2 separate regions of the Mus musculus genome follow, and region 2 is linked to region 1. Evidence: chromatin contacts called from public promoter capture Hi-C data. All regions are on one chromosome and are shown on one strand. Each heading gives the region's core, a stretch centred on a gene start, on an enhancer-like site or on the middle of the called end of the contact. The rest is flanking DNA. Distances are from core to core; before and after follow the strand shown.

Evidence for each region. Capture Hi-C pulls out chosen DNA fragments and counts their contacts.
Region 2: a promoter capture Hi-C map of pancreatic islet shows a contact between it and region 1. The contact joins two enhancer-like sites. A contact is called at or near these places in 1 of 39 promoter capture datasets (pre-B cells), 1 of 115 datasets of contacts at active chromatin or transcription factors (bone marrow-derived macrophages) and 2 of 9 other capture datasets (liver and pancreatic islet).

What each region holds. Positions count from the first base shown.
Region 1 is chr5:5,126,252-5,130,425 of GRCm38.p6, reverse strand. The region is part of intron 6 of Cdk14 (cyclin-dependent kinase 14); the gene reads left to right. Among named protein-coding and RNA genes, the nearest start is that of Gm30151, 240 kb to the left of the region's middle. Within about 2 kb of position 1,930, at least 5 of the 459 cell types and tissues checked have an H3K27ac peak or open chromatin away from gene starts, as enhancers often do. A contact at or near this core is called in pancreatic islet, where this site is marked.
Region 2 is chr5:5,682,115-5,686,692 of GRCm38.p6, reverse strand. It overlaps Steap2 (six transmembrane epithelial antigen of prostate 2), which reads left to right. Exons shown (of 6, transcript NM_001103156.2): 2 at 3,276-3,401; 3 at 3,638-4,159. The coding sequence starts at 3,671. All of the region lies in intron 1 of Gm40262 (a long non-coding RNA gene), which reads right to left. Among named protein-coding and RNA genes, the nearest start is that of Steap2, 9.7 kb to the left of the region's middle. Within about 2 kb of position 1,987, at least 24 of the 459 cell types and tissues checked have an H3K27ac peak or open chromatin away from gene starts, as enhancers often do. A contact at or near this core is called in pancreatic islet, where this site is marked.

The DNA.
Region 1 (4,174 bases), core at 681-3,180:
ACAGTTAAGAGACCAGATAGTACATAGACTATTCTTTTCACCAAAACCATGAACAAATGAATATAAACAAAAGGCTGTGAGGATGTAGGAGATGGCCATGGCTACTCCCTTTGTTGCCTTGTTTGTGGTGATGGTAGCATGGTTATGTGCACTCATGTCCTGAGCCCTCAAAAACATGTGTTTAAATTGTATACAAATGCTAGTATATGAATTACTGCTCAAAAACTGTCAGTGAAAGAAGGAAAACCAAAAGACTATAACTAATCACAATAGGAATAGAGGTAGTTGTCTTATTAATTCTGCTATGCTCTATCCTAAGACAATATGGCCAAAAATCATATCATACATGATTGAAAGATCACCAAAATCAACATAATGCATTTTCACAGTTATGCAAATTTTATAAAACACACTCAGAAATGTCCATTAATTTGTGAAATTATGATGTTTGTTGGTCTAACATCTTAAGTGTTGGTTTGGTTCTTCATGCATTCATCTCTAACCAGGGCTCCATATAAATTAGTGTAGACTGTAGAAGACAGATGTATGAATTGAACACTGTGACATTCCCCTCATCAGTGGCAGAGGCACTGTGCTGAGGGCCCATCCCTGTAGGACAATTGTCCTGATTTCTAAATGAGCCAAGTTTAACAAGGGTAGTGATTCCCTCCCTATCTAGTGCATGCCACAGTGTCTGGTATATTAGAAATCTCATTAAATATTTTTGTATACACATTGGCCCCCTGAGAGACAGAGAGAGACAGAGATAGAGACATAAAAAGAACAGTGACTCCCTCCCCATCTAGGGCATGCAAGGGTATCTGGTATATTAGAGATCTCATTAAATGTTTTTGTATACACTGGCCCCCTGGGCGAGAGAGAGAGAGAGAGAGAGAGAGAGAGAGAGAGAGAGAGAGAGAGAGAGAGAGAGAGAGAGAGAGAGAGAGAGAGACAGACAGAGAGAGAGAGACAGAGAGAGAGACAGAGACAGAGACAGAGAGAGACAGAGAGAGACACAGAGAGAGGCACAGAGAGAGAGTCACAGAGAGACAGAGAGACACAGAAAGTCAAACAGAGAGACAGAGAGAGGCAGAGACAGAGAAATACAGAAAGGCAGAGAGAGAGACAGAGAGAGGCAGAGACAGAGAAATACAGAAAGGCAGAGAGAGAGATAGAGAGAGACAGAGAAAGACAGAGAGAGAGACAGAGAGAGACAGAGTAAGACAGAGAGAGAGACAGAGGCAGACAGGAAATATAGAGAAGTGGGAAGAGGAGACAAAATTTTTATCACTTTAACTCACATTTAAGAGAGTTTGCCTTATGAAACACCACACATATATTACTTGGGGGTCTTGTGCAGCCAAAACATGACATGTGGCTTCAGCTCTGCCAACTAAACAAACAATCCTGGCTCATCATTCCAGTGTAGAACATTGTTTGCCTAGTTGATTTACATTCCAACAATATTTCCTACATTTAAACTTTTTCTTCCAAATAAATGTTCTAAGTAGAAGTTACAGAGCAAATCTGATGCTTTATCACTCAGAGCAGCTTCATCAACGGGCTGGCTATGGATACATAGTCGTGTCCAAGGAATTAATGAATCTTTTTGTTCAAAATGAATGTGCAAGTCAGAGTTCCCTATTGCAAAGCAGAAACTCTCTGGCTGATTTAATCAGGACATCTTGTAGTAGGTATTGTGCCTGACAGCCCTGCTTATTATACTTTAAAACAAGAAAGATCAGGTGATGCTGGGCAGCCAGAACCAGAGCAGGAACCATGGCAGGGAGTGTCCCCTGAATACTCGAGGCCATCAGAAGCATTTAAAAGAAGGTTTCACCTCTCACTTGCTTGTATGACTTCCCTAGGTTAACAGATGTTACTGTTTGCTAATGTTGTCAAAATGTCAAATTAACCTCTGCAGCCTCCTTGCTTATTTGGGTTGTTCATATCCAATAAGCCAGTTTTGTTTGTTTAGTTGGCAGAACTGAAGTCACATATCATGATTTGACTGCACAAGACCCCCAAAGTAATGTGTGTCTAACCTTTTGTAATGGCAAAGAGGTCCTGTTTCATAACAAGATTCACAGAACAGGCTGGTAGTAGTGCACACTTTTAGTTTCAGCACTCAGGAGTCATAGGCAGAAATCTCCATGAGTTCCAGGCAGTCAGCACTTTATAGTAAAACCCTATCTCAAAAATTAATTAATTGCTACATATGTGGCTGGAGCCATGGGTCCCTCCCTGTGTACTCTTCGGTTGGTGGTTCTGGGGGGGTACTGGTTGGTTCATATTGTTGTTCCTCCTATGGGGCTGCAAACCCCTTCAGTTCCTTGGGTCCTTTTTCTTGCTAGCAGAGGATGGCCTTGTCAGTCATCAATGGGAGGAGAGACCCTTGGTCCTGTGAAGGCTCGATGCCCCGGTGTAGGGGAATGCCAGGGCCAGGAAGCGAGAGTGGGTGGGTTGGGCAGCAGGGGGAGGAGGGATAGGGGGTTTTCAGAAGGGAAACCAGGAATGGGGATAACATTTGCAATGTAAATAAAGAAAATATCTAATGAAAAAAGATTAAAAAAATGAACTCTCAAAGCACAGCAATTTTTTCAGCATACATCAGGCATCCAGGGTAGAATATAGTACCCCTGTTCCATCTCATATGTAAGCACTAGAATAACTTTATTACCCAGTTACAGCTAGGGATGTGAGGTGAACTGCAGCTGACATACCAACAGATCTTCCATTTATGATCTTTGTGAAATCATCTAAACTGTAGATAGGCCAGAGTGAAGCTAGCCTTTTAAAGGTGACTTAGAATAAATCTCTACCTCTATAGATATACAGGATGATACTAAATATTGGCAGAATTCAAAACTGGATTTCGCCATTCAGGTTTTGCTTATCTTCATTCTAGTTAAGTAAGGAACCCACTCTTATTTAGTCGTCCCAGGATTTGATTGATTGTACCAGACCCTAATGAGATCTTAACAAACAGAGCAGCCATGATGTCTGCTTGGGAGATACTGTGACATTCTGATTATATTTGCTTCATCAGCTTTCCCCAAACCTATTGACCATTGAACTGACAACATCAGGGAGAAAAGTCAATTGGGTGTGTGAGAGGGGGCTGTCCTTGACCTCTTTCTCCTTGTGTCTGAGTTAGTAATTCTGATAAAAAAGTAGTGATGATGTGTTTGGCCAGTCTGTGTCAGTCACAGGTAGGGCCCATAATTAACAATTAGAGCGATGTAATCAAAGGTCAGAAAATTGTCTGGTGAAGTCAGGAGTCCAGCCTTCAAGGTAAATTCTGTGTCAAACAATGCACTTGACTATTTTCTAAAGGGCAGTTTAGCTAAATATAGGAAAAGACAGTTCAAGCACGTTAACTTACAAATGATTCGTGTACAACAAGACGGCTAATTTCTTTGCTCTAGTGTGAGCTGGCACTGAGATGAGACAGCAGACAATAGACAGTGTAGGTTGTGTGCCTGTTGACAGGAACTGGAGCAAAGCAGAGTTGACACAGGTTGGCTAATAGGATGGCAAGGTTACAGAAGTGAGAGAGATGAGAAGCCAACAGTAAGGAGTGGGTGGCGCCGGTGTTCTACAAAGTACATGGAAGCCACATACAAGAGGTCTAGGAGGCCGATTTTATCTGTTTTGGAAGGAATATTACAGTGCTCTGTGTCACTGCTTTGCATCTTAGAGCATAACAAGTACTTTATTATTAAATGTGTTCACTTAATAGGATGAGTGGAGCCCCATCTGAAATTTAATAGAGAGGGTTCCTAACCTGTGCTGTCTGCATTGCAATAGCATATGTAATTTAAGTGTCTTAGGACATGTAAGTCCTGGTCCACACTGGCACCTTGCAGAGGGCATGAGATTACCCCGTTTTGCTGATAAAGAAGACGGCGTTGGCACGTCAGCAGACACTGATAGATTCAAACCTGGTACTTTACTTTCCTGATAGTAACTTTCAAATTTCAAGACTAGTTCCTGGTTCTTGTGGATTGGATTGACTTCAAGATCTTTTTTTTTTTTCATTTTTTATTTATTTTTTTGTTCTTGGTACCTTGAGTTTCCGATCCTGATCTCTTGAGCAAAGGGATTACAGGAGTGTGCCATCATGCCCTGCTGACTTCATGATTTTATTTATTAATTTGTGACTTGATTTTCT
Region 2 (4,578 bases), core at 738-3,237, 560 kb before region 1:
AACTCTAGTCCCATGGGAGCCAATGCCTTCTGGTGTATAAGACTTACATGCAGACAAAACACCCATATACATAAAATAAATAAACCTTTTTTAAAAACTGAAAAACATATACAAAAACAGCACATGCACAGAGAGTGAGAGAGAGAGAGACAGAGAGAGAGAGACAGAGAAACAGAGGCTATCCAATTCAAGTAAGGGAGCATGCATCATGCAATGTTCCCTCCTGGCTTTCTAAGGTATATTCTGACCATATACTTTAGTTTTTTATTATAAGTACATCCAGTCACTCCCCAATGAGTGATTTTCTCCTGTGTAAGCGTGGTGCCTTCCTTTGCTTTTTATCTCTGTGCACAGAGCACACAGTGGCCGGATACACTCAGAGTGAGCCACTGTAGAGCAGAGCTACCTTGAGACTATAATTGCATCATCCCTTGTCAACTGAGATGTGTAAATCCTGTATTTTTTTGTGTCTTTTTTGGCCTAATTGAATAAATGTCATCAAGAGCTCTTGTATCCACTTGTAAGACAGTCAGGGAAAGACTCAGAGTATAGGATAAACAACTTATGAATGATGTTGATGCTGCCTCAGCATCAGATATTATCCATTATGGGAGATGGGTTGCTCTTGGGTCCAAATGTGGCTGAGCCCAGTGGGATATGAGCACACTCTTTGGCCCTTTTTCTTTTCTTCTCTCTAAAAACCAAATGTGCCTTCAAGGTGGCCACAGAATCTCAGAAGAGGAATAATATATATTGCTCACCCACCTGAGGATTTAAGATAATACTGTGAGTAAAAATACTGTATGAGCTATGAGATTACACACAAAAGTATGGTGTATGGTTTCAGCAATAAATGTTTTATATCTTAGATCCATGAAAGGTCTCTGGGGCTGGCAAGGCAGCGAATTGGCTAAGTGCTTGCTGTGTAACTCTAGTGACCTGAGTTTGATCCCCTAAGCAAACAGTATAAACAAAAAACTTCAATCTCCACAAAGTCATCCCTAGACCAACACACACACACACACTAGGTAATAAAATTAAAATCTCTCTCTGATACTTCAATCAATCTTAGAAGGGGGGAACAAAACACCAATGGAAAGAGTTACAGAGACAAAGTATGGAGTAGAGACTGAAGAAATGACCATCCAGAGACTGACTCACCTGGGGATCCATCCCATAAACAACCACCAAACCCAGACACTGTTGTGGATGCCAACAAGAGCTTGCTAACAGGAGTCTGATATAGCTGTCTCCTGAGAAGCTCTGCCAGTGCCTGACAAATAAAGAACTGGATGCACACAGTCATCCATGGGACTGAGCACCGGGTCCTCAATGAAGGAGCTAGAGAAAGTACCCAAGGAGCTGAAGGGGTTTGCAGCCCAATAGGAGGAACAACAATATGAACTAACCAGTACCCCAGAGCTCCCTGGGACTAAACCACCAACCAAAGAGTACACATGGTGGGACTCATGGCTCCAGCTGCATATGCAGCAGAAGATGGCCTAGTCAGACATCAATGGGGGGAGAGGCCCTTTGTCCTATGAAGGCTCTATGACTCAGTGTAGGGGAATGCCAAGGCCAGGAAGCGGGAGTGGATGGGTTGGTGAGCAGGGAGAGGGGATAGGGGGAGGGTGTTTTTCAGAGGGGAAACCAGGAAAGGGGTTAACAATTAAAAATGAAAATAAAGAAAATATCCAATTAAAAGAAAAAAGAAAAATTATCTCTCTGAGCGTGCACATCTCTGTCTCTCTCTGTGTGACTGTCTGCCTGTCTATCTGTCTTTCTCTCTCTTACACACACACACACACACACACACACACAGAGAGAGAGAGAGAGAGAGAGAGAGAGAGAGAGAGAGAGAGAGACTATATGAAACAGTCTCATTTATTAGGCTAATTTTTATTCCTAGCCACACTACACTGTTAGGGTCCAGTTAGAACTTGCCATTAGGAATACTATGTGATTAAGGTCCAAGCATGTTTATACAAGTGTTACCCATTAATAGATATAAAAGTTGTGGCTTTCTGAGAGGTGCCATTGTTAGGTTCTAAGGTATTTATATACTTCTCCACACTCTGGTTTAGAACCGTCTAAACTTTTTTTTTTTTTTAAGAGGCAGATAATTTATTAACTTTTCATGTTTTTAGTTGGAAAAGGCCTTATTATCATGATTATTAGATTAAATGTTTTGTAGTTCTTCCATGAGAGATGCTGTAGTGTATACTGAATAGCTCAGTACTGGTGGGAATGCCTGGCTTTTCTGAGTGAATCCAGTAGCACTTTTCCTCCTTAGGTGATGTGAATAAGAGAAGGAGATGGTAAGTTGTTCACCCTTCATTTGGAGATGGAATGAGTGTTGGTTTCATTCGGTGCCTTTAACTGCAGATTCACAGGGTAGTCAGCACTACACTGATGTGATGTGTACTGTGAGGTTGGCTTTGTAGGAACAGGTTGCCAAGGACTACCTGAGAGCCCAGAACTGCACCGAGGGAGAGTGGATAATTACACTTCCTGACTTGAAAGGCGTGAAACAGACGTGTAATAGGTGTAAAGGTGGTGCATTTTCTCCCTTCACGGAATCAAAATTAGACATTAAGATCACTAAGTAATGCTGAAAATCAGTGAAATAGCCAAAGATTGCCACCATTTTAAATAGAGGACCTATGTTATGGGATACAGGGAGAATGATAAACTGTCTGTGGTGGTCAGCTGACTCTTTACTAGGTTGTTGTTTTTCTCTTTTTATTTTATTTTATATTATTTTATGACACAGGGTCTGTGTAACCCTGAATGGCTTTGGAACTCACTACATAGACCTGACTGGCCTCATACTCTTGTAGATCTACCTGCCTCTGCCTCCTGAGTGCTGGCATTAAAAGTTTGTGCCACCATGGCTGGCTCTTACTAGATTTTGATACCTGCTTTTCTTTAATATTGTTTAAATAGTGGCATTAATTTTATTGTTGGCTGTTTTATCTTAGCCTCCTTTAAAATCTGTAGTTAATCAGGTATATATGAGATAGCTCACAGATTCTACCCCCAGATGATTGTCTAGTTTGGGTTGTATTGCATGGAAATTTGTTTTTATGGGTTTTCTTTTCTCTCTCTCTCTCTCCCCTCTCCCTCTCTCCCTCTCCCCACCCCCCTCTCTCGGGATCAAGGTCCTTTTCTCTGCTTCTGATGTCATTTCTGATTTGCCACCTGATGTGTTGATCGCATGCTTGCTAGAGCTGATTTTGACAAACATTCTGAGTGAAATTCCTTCTTTGCCCTAGGCCTTCCTCGCTACACATAGGCAATTCCACTGTCCAGCAGCATCTGCCGTGCTCTTATAGAAATGCAGCCTCCAGAGCCTCCCTGCAGGCCCTCTGAGTGAGAAGCTACAACTTAAGATCCCCCAGGTATTTGTATGTGCCCCATTTAGCTGACCGATCACCTTTCTGTTTATTGTTCTATTTCTGAGATCTGCTCTAGCATACAAATTGTGCTTGCTATGTTCGGGCTACATAGCATGTCGAAATATTTTGTCTTTAGAGATGTAGAACATAATTACAGTGTCTAGAAGTGGGGTTTTGTTTTGTTTTTTGTTTTTGTTTTTTTATTTTTTGATGAACATTTTTCTCTCTCTCTCTTCTAGGTCATTCCTGGTGCTCTTAGACGAGTCTCTACCATGGAATCCATCTCTATGATGGGAAGCCCTAAGAGCCTGGAGACGTTTTTGCCTAATGGCATAAATGGTATCAAAGACGCAAGGCAGGTCACCGTGGGGGTGATAGGAAGTGGGGATTTTGCCAAGTCTCTGACCATTCGGCTTATTAGATGTGGCTACCACGTGGTCATAGGAAGCAGAAATCCCAAGTTTGCATCAGAATTTTTTCCTCACGTGGTAGACGTCACCCACCATGAAGATGCTTTAACAAAAACAAATATAATATTCGTGGCTATCCATAGAGAACATTACACCTCCTTGTGGGACCTGAGACATCTGCTTGTGGGCAAAATCCTCATTGATGTGAGCAACAACATGAGAGTAAACCAGTACCCAGAATCCAATGCAGAGTACCTGGCTTCATTATTCCCGGACTCCTTGATTGTCAAAGGATTTAATGTGATCTCAGCTTGGGCACTTCAGCTAGGTCCCAAGGATGCCAGCCGCCAGGTATGCAGCCTTTGATTTTATTCTTTGGTATTTTATAGTCAAGTAAATCAAGTTCTAAGGCATTTTAGTGATGGTTTGAAAACTATGAGAGATCACATGAGGACTACATTCTAACCTTGTAAATGTGTACCTCTCTTCGCAAAAATGATGCAGAAAACTTGATAAAATGACATCGATTTTTCTGTAATAGCCAGTTAGTTAAAGAAAGGGTGATTTAGCTGATGTGTCCTCTGATGCATTACATTAATCCTCCAGAATTTCTAAAGAGTATAGCAAGTGTTCTTATTACGCACCACCCCCTTCCTTTCTTCCTCTCCCTCCCTGCCTTTTTGTGGATACTTGGTAAAACAGCATTCTATCTCTGAAGGGAAAAGGACTTCATATAACCCTTAGGAACCTTCGAGAATGGCCTTTGTATT